Linked DNA regions of Rattus norvegicus: region 2 is linked to region 1. The links are chromatin contacts, called in public Hi-C maps. All regions are on one chromosome and are shown on one strand. The core of a region is the stretch at or near the end of the contact, and the rest is flanking DNA. Distances in the headings are between cores, read along the strand shown.

The links. Hi-C and Micro-C count contacts between places; a contact is called where the count stands out from the background.
Region 2: a contact with region 1 is called in a Hi-C map of liver, with 4 times the contacts expected there. The contact joins the promoter of Mrpl17 here to the promoter of Timm10b in region 1. A contact is called at or near these places in 8 of 12 Hi-C or Micro-C datasets (Schwann cells, frontal cortex, kidney and 4 more) and 1 of 1 datasets of contacts at active chromatin or transcription factors (oligodendrocytes).

Annotation. Positions count from the first base shown.
Region 1 is chr1:169,390,500-169,394,538 of GRCr8, forward strand. It overlaps Timm10b (translocase of inner mitochondrial membrane 10B), which reads left to right and starts at 1,856. Exons shown (of 3, transcript NM_001389232.1): 1 at 1,856-1,906; 2 at 2,049-2,144; 3 at 2,314-3,157. The coding sequence starts at 1,877. The coding sequence ends at 2,490. Arfip2 (ADP-ribosylation factor interacting protein 2) reads right to left here and starts at 1,667. Exons shown (of 8, transcript NM_001004222.1): 1 at 1,572-1,667; 2 at 668-808; 3 at 357-453. The coding sequence starts at 766.
Region 2 is chr1:169,573,481-169,577,519 of GRCr8, forward strand. It overlaps Mrpl17 (mitochondrial ribosomal protein L17), which reads right to left and starts at 2,219. Exons shown (of 4, transcript NM_001313842.1): 1 at 1,959-2,219; 2 at 1,627-1,695; 3 at 1,070-1,378; 4 at 530-888. The coding sequence starts at 2,132. The coding sequence ends at 1,091.

The DNA of each region.
Region 1 (4,039 bases), core at 606-3,105:
TCTAGGTAGAATTCTAGTCAGTGTAACAGTCTAAAATGAAAGTCTGAGAAGCCTCACAAAGCTCCAACTTGGCCTTAAGCTCCTGAGTGCTCATAACCTCAAGGTCTTAACTTGGCTCAGGTGGTGGCGGCAGGGAGGAAAAGACAAATGAGATTATCTTAGAGACTAAGTGGCAGGGGGGAAGCAGATGGGCAACTCTGGAGCTGGTCTGGGACTGAACAGGCTATGAACTTCACACTAGCAGTTCTGAAGCTCTTCAGTCACGAGTCAAGCTTTACTGTATGTGTCCTATGTGCCGGCAAGCTGCCTTAACAGCCCCCATCCCCACCCCTCAAGCCTGTCTCTATCACTCATACCTGTGGGGATGAGTCCGTCACCAGAGCCCCCATAGCCACCAGACACAATGCTAGTTTCATTGAGGTTGGGTCCTGACACCATCACCTGCTGGAGGTCCTATAGGTCAGAGAAGAGGGGGCACCTCAGGAACACAGGGATAGATGAAACATTTGGGGATGGAGGCAGTGCACATAAAGTTTATACAGAACCATAAAGATTTGAAAACTAGGAAGGAGTTTAGTTAACTGAAGGCTATTGGGATGGGGGAAAGTAAAAGGTTTATAAGTCAGGACTGCATAATGAGACAATTAGAAGAATCAAACAGAAGCACCTGCTCCAGCCCATCGTCTTCAGGAAGCTGCCCAGCCTCGCCATTTCCGTGGATGGGAATCTCCATTGTGGCTGCCTTCCCTAGAATCCCGTCCGTCATGGCTAGGGAAGGGACAGGAGTCAAGGTCTCCACCCCAGCACGCTGTAAAGCCCAACAAGACAATTCTGGAAACTAGCCAGCACTCCAGAATAAGGAGGCCTCCCCTGTGTTCTCAGAGGTTTCAGGGATTGTCTTAGGGCTTGGGTGTCCTGGGATCAGCCACCACGTCTTTCCTTGAGTATGTGTATCCATTCTCTTCTGAGTACATTATTTCTACAAATGCATGCATACCAAAGCCTCTGGTGTCTTCTCGTAACCCCCAACCTCGCCTTTAGTAACCATTCATGCATTCAGTCATTCAACAAACATTTGGTGAGTTTCTACTATGTGTGAGATACCGAGGCAATGGAATTGCAGCAGTGAGGACCAGAGGGAAGGTCTATGCTCTCTGGGAACTTAACCCTGCATAAGCATGTTTACCAAAACTCTTTCCTAGGCTCAGACGTTCACTTGCCACTCAGGCATGCTCTGCGATCCTGATCTTTCACATCCTTTGGTGTTCCTTCCCCTCTTCCTTCAGATGGTCTGGTCTCTTCCTTTCTCCATCTCATGCACCTGACTCCCTCAGGCCCTCCCCACCAGGCCTTAGTTGAAGCAGTTAGTGAATGTTCCTGGTGTCAGGACACCAGGACACAGGCAATCCCTTCCAAAGTCAGTTGAAGCCTTCCAGATGTGAGAGGCACCCCCCACCCCCATACACCTGGGCATCAGGTGTGTCCTCATCCTTGCCAAGGGCTCAGGGCATGTTGCCCTCAGTACAGGTTCGTGCGTTCAACTTCCCTTCGTCCAAGTACGTCCTTCTCACCTGGGCCGGGCCGCTCTTCCCCTCAGGGCGCGAGGCCCGGACCGCGCGGGGACCTCGGGTTCCAGTTCCCGTCGCGATCCTAGCAGCAGGTCAGAGATTTGGCGGAAGTGACATGCTCTCTGGGCAGAAGAAGCCGGCCACGTCGCAGAGAAAAAGGGCGGAGGTGACGTTTACAGTTGTGGGCAGGGCGAGCCTGGAGCTACGCCTTCAAGCTCTTGGGGGAGTACCGAGAGTTTACTTCCGGGGCGACTCCGAGAGCCACCCCCTCCGGACGGAAGTGGCGTACGCCATGCGCCCTGGGCGTGATGGAGCACCAGCAGCAGCAACTGAGAAACGTGAGTGAGAGCTAAGTTGCTCTCTGGGTTAGACGCGCAGTTTGTTTCCAGGGGTACACGCAAGAACCCCCAGAGGGGGAGGCGGGCTGCGCGCCCCAGGAAGCCTCGGCGGTGGTGAAGTCTTGGTTCCTTTTTCTCTCAGTTGCGAGACTTTCTGTTGGTCTACAATCGGATGACAGAACTGTGCTTCCAGCGCTGTGTGCCCAGCCTGCACCACCGAGCTCTGGACGCTGAGGAGGTGGAGACTGTGGGGGGTCCCAGAGTTGACAATAACGTGATGTGACTTACCCCCTCCCCCCACTTCCCCTCTCTTTCATGACCTCATTCCTAGGCTGGGGACCGGGAAGGATGGAGGAGGGCTTGACAGGACCCCTTTTAGTTTCTACTTCCATCTGTCTTCCTTCCAGGAGGCCTGCCTGCACAGCTGTGCTGGGAAGCTCATCCATTCTAACCACCGCCTCATGGCCGCTTACGTGCACCTCATGCCCGCCCTGGTCCAGCGCCGCATGGCGGACTACGAGGCTGCCTCTGCCGTGCCAGGTGTTCCTGCAGAACAGCCCAGAGACTCGCCATCAGGCAGCTAGCTAGCTGTCCCTGACCGCAGGAGAGAAGGTGCTTGGATAGGCTCCTCTATGGACCTTGGGCTTGTCTAAATATGTACAGAGAGACTGAGCTTGAAAGCTGGGTGCTCTTGCTCCTTTTCTTGGAGCCAATAAACCCGTTTTTGTATTCTGGTTAATTTACTTGGCAAGAACTTTTCTTTATTGGTACCATCCTTTATTCTGTCATCTACTGCCTGTCTAGTGCCTTTAGCCTTGGCAGTTGATGTATTACCTTCTTGTATGTAGAAGGACAAATTTAGCATTCCCAGCACCCCAGCAAAAGCAAGGATTATGGCTACAGTTTGAAGGTTGGTAATAACAATGGGAAATTGGTTCCAAAAGGAGAGTTCTCTGTGCCTGTCCTAGGGTCTAACTCAAGTACCTGAATATACATTGGCTCTTAACTAGTTTTTATTCTCAGCTGTCAGACAAAAGAATTGCTGTAGATCTAGGGGAAGAAGGTAATATCAAACAACAAAAGCAGGAAGAAAACAGTGCCCCCTTAGGTTTTAGTCACTGCTTCCTAGGAGATCAGTGACAACAGAACAAAGACAAGCCTCTAAGAATTTAGGAATGTTGACCATTTCCCCAATTTACTCTCTTAGTATTTCCTGCTTTTGTGAAATTAGAAATAAAGACTTTAAACAAAGAAGGACTTTCTTGTCTTCAGTCAGTCAGGAAGACAACATTAGTCAAACCTCAAGAGAAACCTGAGGGAAAGGGAGATGGTATTAGGGAGAGATGGTTAAATACCATCTGTGACCCTCCACCCGGTGCTTCCTCAGTGTTTCACTGCCTGTCTAGTCCCCTAGTTTCAGTTCTCTACCTTCCAGTACTCTAACTACCCTGTTGCCAGCTTCTCTATTCTTGTTTCATTATTCCCCCACCCCCTTTTGTGGGATTCACGTCTATACTCCGGAGGAGTCCTTTCCTGGCAGCTGCCATTTCCATGACTTCACTCCTAATGTGGAGATGGGGAAAGGAAGGAGGATATGGCATGCACCACCACATGGGGCTTCTGGGGCTTCGAGGATAATACAGCCTGCAGGGCAACAGCATGGGGTCTGCACCTATTACTGTTTCCCAGAAGATTAGACTCAGGCACTTGTGCTTGCCTGGTGTGAACTCTAAACAACTAAGCTACCCACTTCCCCTTCACTGCTTCCTGAAATCCCATCCCATCCCCTCCACCATTGCAACAGGTGGCCAGCTTTCATTTTTTTTTTTTTTTTTACAAAGGAATCAAATTCACAGTGAAAACCAACCATTCACAGAGCAGATTCTCTGCCCTCCCCCCACCTACAGGTCAGAAATTTGCGTTTATTTATTTATTTATTTTATTTATTTACTTTGAGTTATGGTCTCATGTACCCAAGACTGACCTGGAAATGGTAACTAAAAATGACCTTGAACTCCTGATCCTCCTGTCTCTACCTCCCAATTGTTGGCCAGCCAAAAAATTGAAAATCCCAGCTGACTCCATATTGAAAGGCTAATCATGTTCCAAGGCTTGTTATATGTGCCTGCAGTC
Region 2 (4,039 bases), core at 969-3,468, 180 kb after region 1:
AGGTTCACACAGCTAGTTATCAGGAAGCAATCTCTTGGGACTGAATGCTTGCTCTCACAGTAACCTGTCAAAATCTTGTCAGGGGGTTAGAAGGGCAGATGGCCACACCCTCCCTTCTGGATCGATAGTTAACTGTTGCTAAGGGAGGATATAGCCATTGATAAGACACACACGCTCCTGTAAGTAGGACTAATGAAACTCACCAGGATACAATCACACTCACAAAAAGACATGAAGTGGAAGGGGGGGCTAAATGAAATAGACAGGACAATGGGGTGCGTGTGTGTGTTGGTGAACATGATCAAAAGACAACTGGTAGAGAGACATATATGAAAATGCCAAGATGAAACCCATTCTCATAGGATTGGTAAATAGATTCTCATGTGTAACTTATAAAAAACAAACAAAAAAGAAATCCCTATGGTGAGTCTCTAGGCTGGACCACAAGCACCATAGGAAGATAATTTGGAATCAATCAATACAGGGCCCATATAAATAAGTGTTAAAATAAGCAAACTGAGCCAGGAAGTGGTGTCCCATGCCTTTAATCCCAGTACTCAGGAGGCAAATGCATGTGGATTTCTTAGTTCAAGTCCAGCATGGTCTACAAAGAGAGTTCCAGGACAGCCAAAGAAACTCTGTCTCAGAAAAATATAAACAAAACATAAGCAAACTGGCACTGTGTGGTGGTGAACACCTTCAAGCCCAGCACTTGGGCAAAAGGGACAGGAGGACTGCTGCATGGTAGATGCAACCTGGATTACACAGCAAGACCCTCTCCCCACCAAAAAGCAAAGCAAAACTGGACCTAAGACTCAGAAAGGTAAAGCAGTGGATTTACTGTCGTAGGAGGCTGAGCATCTGCATGTTCCTTATGTTCCAGAAATCCTAGGGAAGGAAAAGAAAGTCAGTGTCTTATATTCATATCAAGGATTTTATCTACTGTGCAAAGAGGATCAATTCTAGTCAGCAGGGAGGTCTGGGCCTCATTATGAGGGGGCTCCACAATGCCACTTCAAGGTCTCACACACTACAAGAGCTCCAAGACCCACCAACACAGGTACCACACCTATGCACTCTCCAGCTCCAGTTAAGTCTTTGGTGTTTGAACTGTATGGGAGCTGTGGAGGCTTGCTTTCTGGTTATGGTGCAGGTCCTGCTGCAGTCCCAGGAGTAGCTGGTTTAGGAGAGTAAGGTTGCTATCTCTGTGAGGCAGAGGCAGGGGAGGGAGGCAGTTCCCCTTATATTCTATCACTGCCATCTTGGCCCGATCTTGTTCCTTTCGATTCGGGATCTGTAGCATTCTTGTGTAGTTGCCATTCTGACCTTGGAACCGAGGCGCTAGCACTTTAAACAGCTTTGGGATCAAGTCCTTCTCCTAGATGGGGAGAGTTAATCAGAAGAAAATAGTCACAACGGCTTTCCCCACCACCAATCAGTTACCAAGTTACATAGAACCACTTATAGGAAGTTATACAGATGTGCATCTCTTCCAGTTCAAATAAGAGAAACACGTGTCTAAGGTAGTTCGTAACTCTGGTACATAAGCGAATGCCCTGGCTTAAATCTGCCAAGTACCCGGTTTTCTAAGGATTCCTTCCCCACTAGAAGGCAGGAAGCACTCACAGTGAGCCAGAAGTCAGCCATACGCATGGCTCGTTCGTTGGTGTCTCCCAGCTTTCCATAGTCGATGAGCTGTGAGGACAAAACACACGGATACAACACGAGCAAGAGTAAGGCACCCACCTTACTCTTCTAATGTCTCACCTTCATCCAGTCATCCCACCAGCTAAGCTAATTCAGGGCGCTCCTTCCTCCTCAGCCCAACCAGCCTTCCATTTAAAGCGCGGGAGTGACGTGCTCAGCTGAGTGCCACAGGGAATTCGCTACCTACTCCCGACACAGGACAAGCGCAGTGGTCTGAGGCTGGGCCCAGCCATGAATGACTTGGCTCTTACCTTCTCCGCGTAGCCCCTCATCTCGTCCACGCGTGCCCATGTCGCCTCGATGCGTTCGTGGCGAACTAGGCCTGTGAGCAAGTTCCGTAGAAGGTGGATCCGGGACTCGGGACCGAGGCCCAGGCGGCGGTAGACGCGGCCGTGGGAGATAGCGGCAGCTAAAGACAACCTCATGCTCCCACCTTGGCCCCACCTCTCCGGGGCCCGGAAAAGGAAACTAAGCACGGTGTGTGTTGCGGGGGTGCAGGGCGGAGTCACTTTCCAGAGGACGCATGCGCAGTAGCTCGGCGCGTGGCAGGGGTGCTTGCGCATGCGCATCAGAGCCTGCCTAGCTGGCAGTCTGAGGGTGGGTGGCCCGACGTGTTGACGTTTCTGGAGCGGCGAGCTGGGCGGGCCTCAAGGTCTGCGGGTGCTAAGTAGCGAGCTAGGGATCTCGGCGCCCCCTGCCGGGTTTCTCCTGCACTGCCTCAACGACCTGGGGCGTTCTCGGCTGAGTCGCCTGCCAGGCGGAGCATGCTGGGAAAGTGAGTATCTGAGGCGAACTGCGCCTGAGGGGTGGGGCCATGGTGGAATGTGGCCTCTAGCCTGAGGAGTTGTAGTCTTGCCTGGCTTCCTGACGACGTTAGTTTAAACCTAGTTTTCATTAGTGCTAGTGAGATCGATTATGTCCAGGAAAGCTTCAGGTATTACATTCTTTTATTGACATTAATAAAAAGTGAGCACTAAAAGCTAAAGTAATGGACAAATACTTGACATTTTTGAAAAATGTATTCTTCTAATATGCAATACACCCTGACCATAGCTTCTCCTCCCAGCTCCTCCTCCCCTTTCTTCCCCTACTTCCCCTAGGAAAGAGCAAGCTTCCCAGGGACATCAACCAAACAAAGCACAAAAAGATAGAATAAGACCAGGCACAAACCTTCACTTCAATTGTGATCAAGGAAACTCACTAGGAGGAAAGGGTCCAGAAAGAGTCAGAGACACCCCATCTCTCACTGTCAGGAATCCCTTCTAAAACATCAAACCAACAAACTATAACATATTTGCAGAGACCCTAGCGCAGAACCTTGAAGGTTCCACGATTGCCCCTTCAGTCTCTGTGAGGCCCCATGAGCCCTGCTTAGCTGATTCTACAGGCTGTGCTCTCTGGTGTTTGATCCCCCGTGGCTCCCACAATTCTTCCTCCCCATCTTCTGCGGGGTTTCTGGAACTCCAAGGGGAGGGAACTAATGGAGGTCTCTAACCTAGGCTCTTTCTCCACTTAATGTTTTGTCAGTGGGCCTCTACATCTCCCATCAGCTGCCAGAGGCAGCCACTCTGATGACCACTGAATTAGGCACCAGTCTATGAACAAAGCAGAATATTACTAGGAACCATATCATTGAATTAATTAATTAATTGGTTTGTTTGTTTTTGGCAGAACTATTTGATTCTTCTCTAGGCCTCTGGGAGATGAATACTTTTACTTAAAAAATTCTCTCTCTCTCTCTCTCTCTCTCTCTCTCTCTCTCTGTGTGTGTGTGTGTGTGTGTGTTCTCTTCCATTGCTCAGCATGAGCTCTTTACTGCTCATTGAAAACAGTTTTCTGGGAGGAATTGGGTGAAAATATAATCTAGCTGTAATATCTAACAAAATGATGATCATATTAAGACTTATTTAAAATGAATTTGCTATAGCTGAGTGACTAGAATATTGAGGAAAGCAGCAGATAAAAGCACATTTCAAGTGGAAAATGAGTAAATTTTAAAATTGTTTCATTTTAGAAAAATAAGTTTATGATCATGTGCAATATGAAGAAGTTGAGGTGGCTCAGGGCTAAAGAAGGACCCCTAGTTTGATGGAATCAACATAACCCTTCAGATGGTGTTTCACTCTGGAAATAGTGACAAGCTGTTTCCGAGCTGGCTTACATTCTTCATGGTGTTCTGTCCCTGCCCTCTTCATTTCCTTGTATTATTAGTGAGGTGAACTGCCGGTTGCCAAAATTATAAAGTCCTTCGAGGTCAGAGAGGAACTGATTCATGCATTTGGCTGTCTTTCCTCTTTCCTCCACCATCAAGCCAGCACTATGTTTTTTTTTT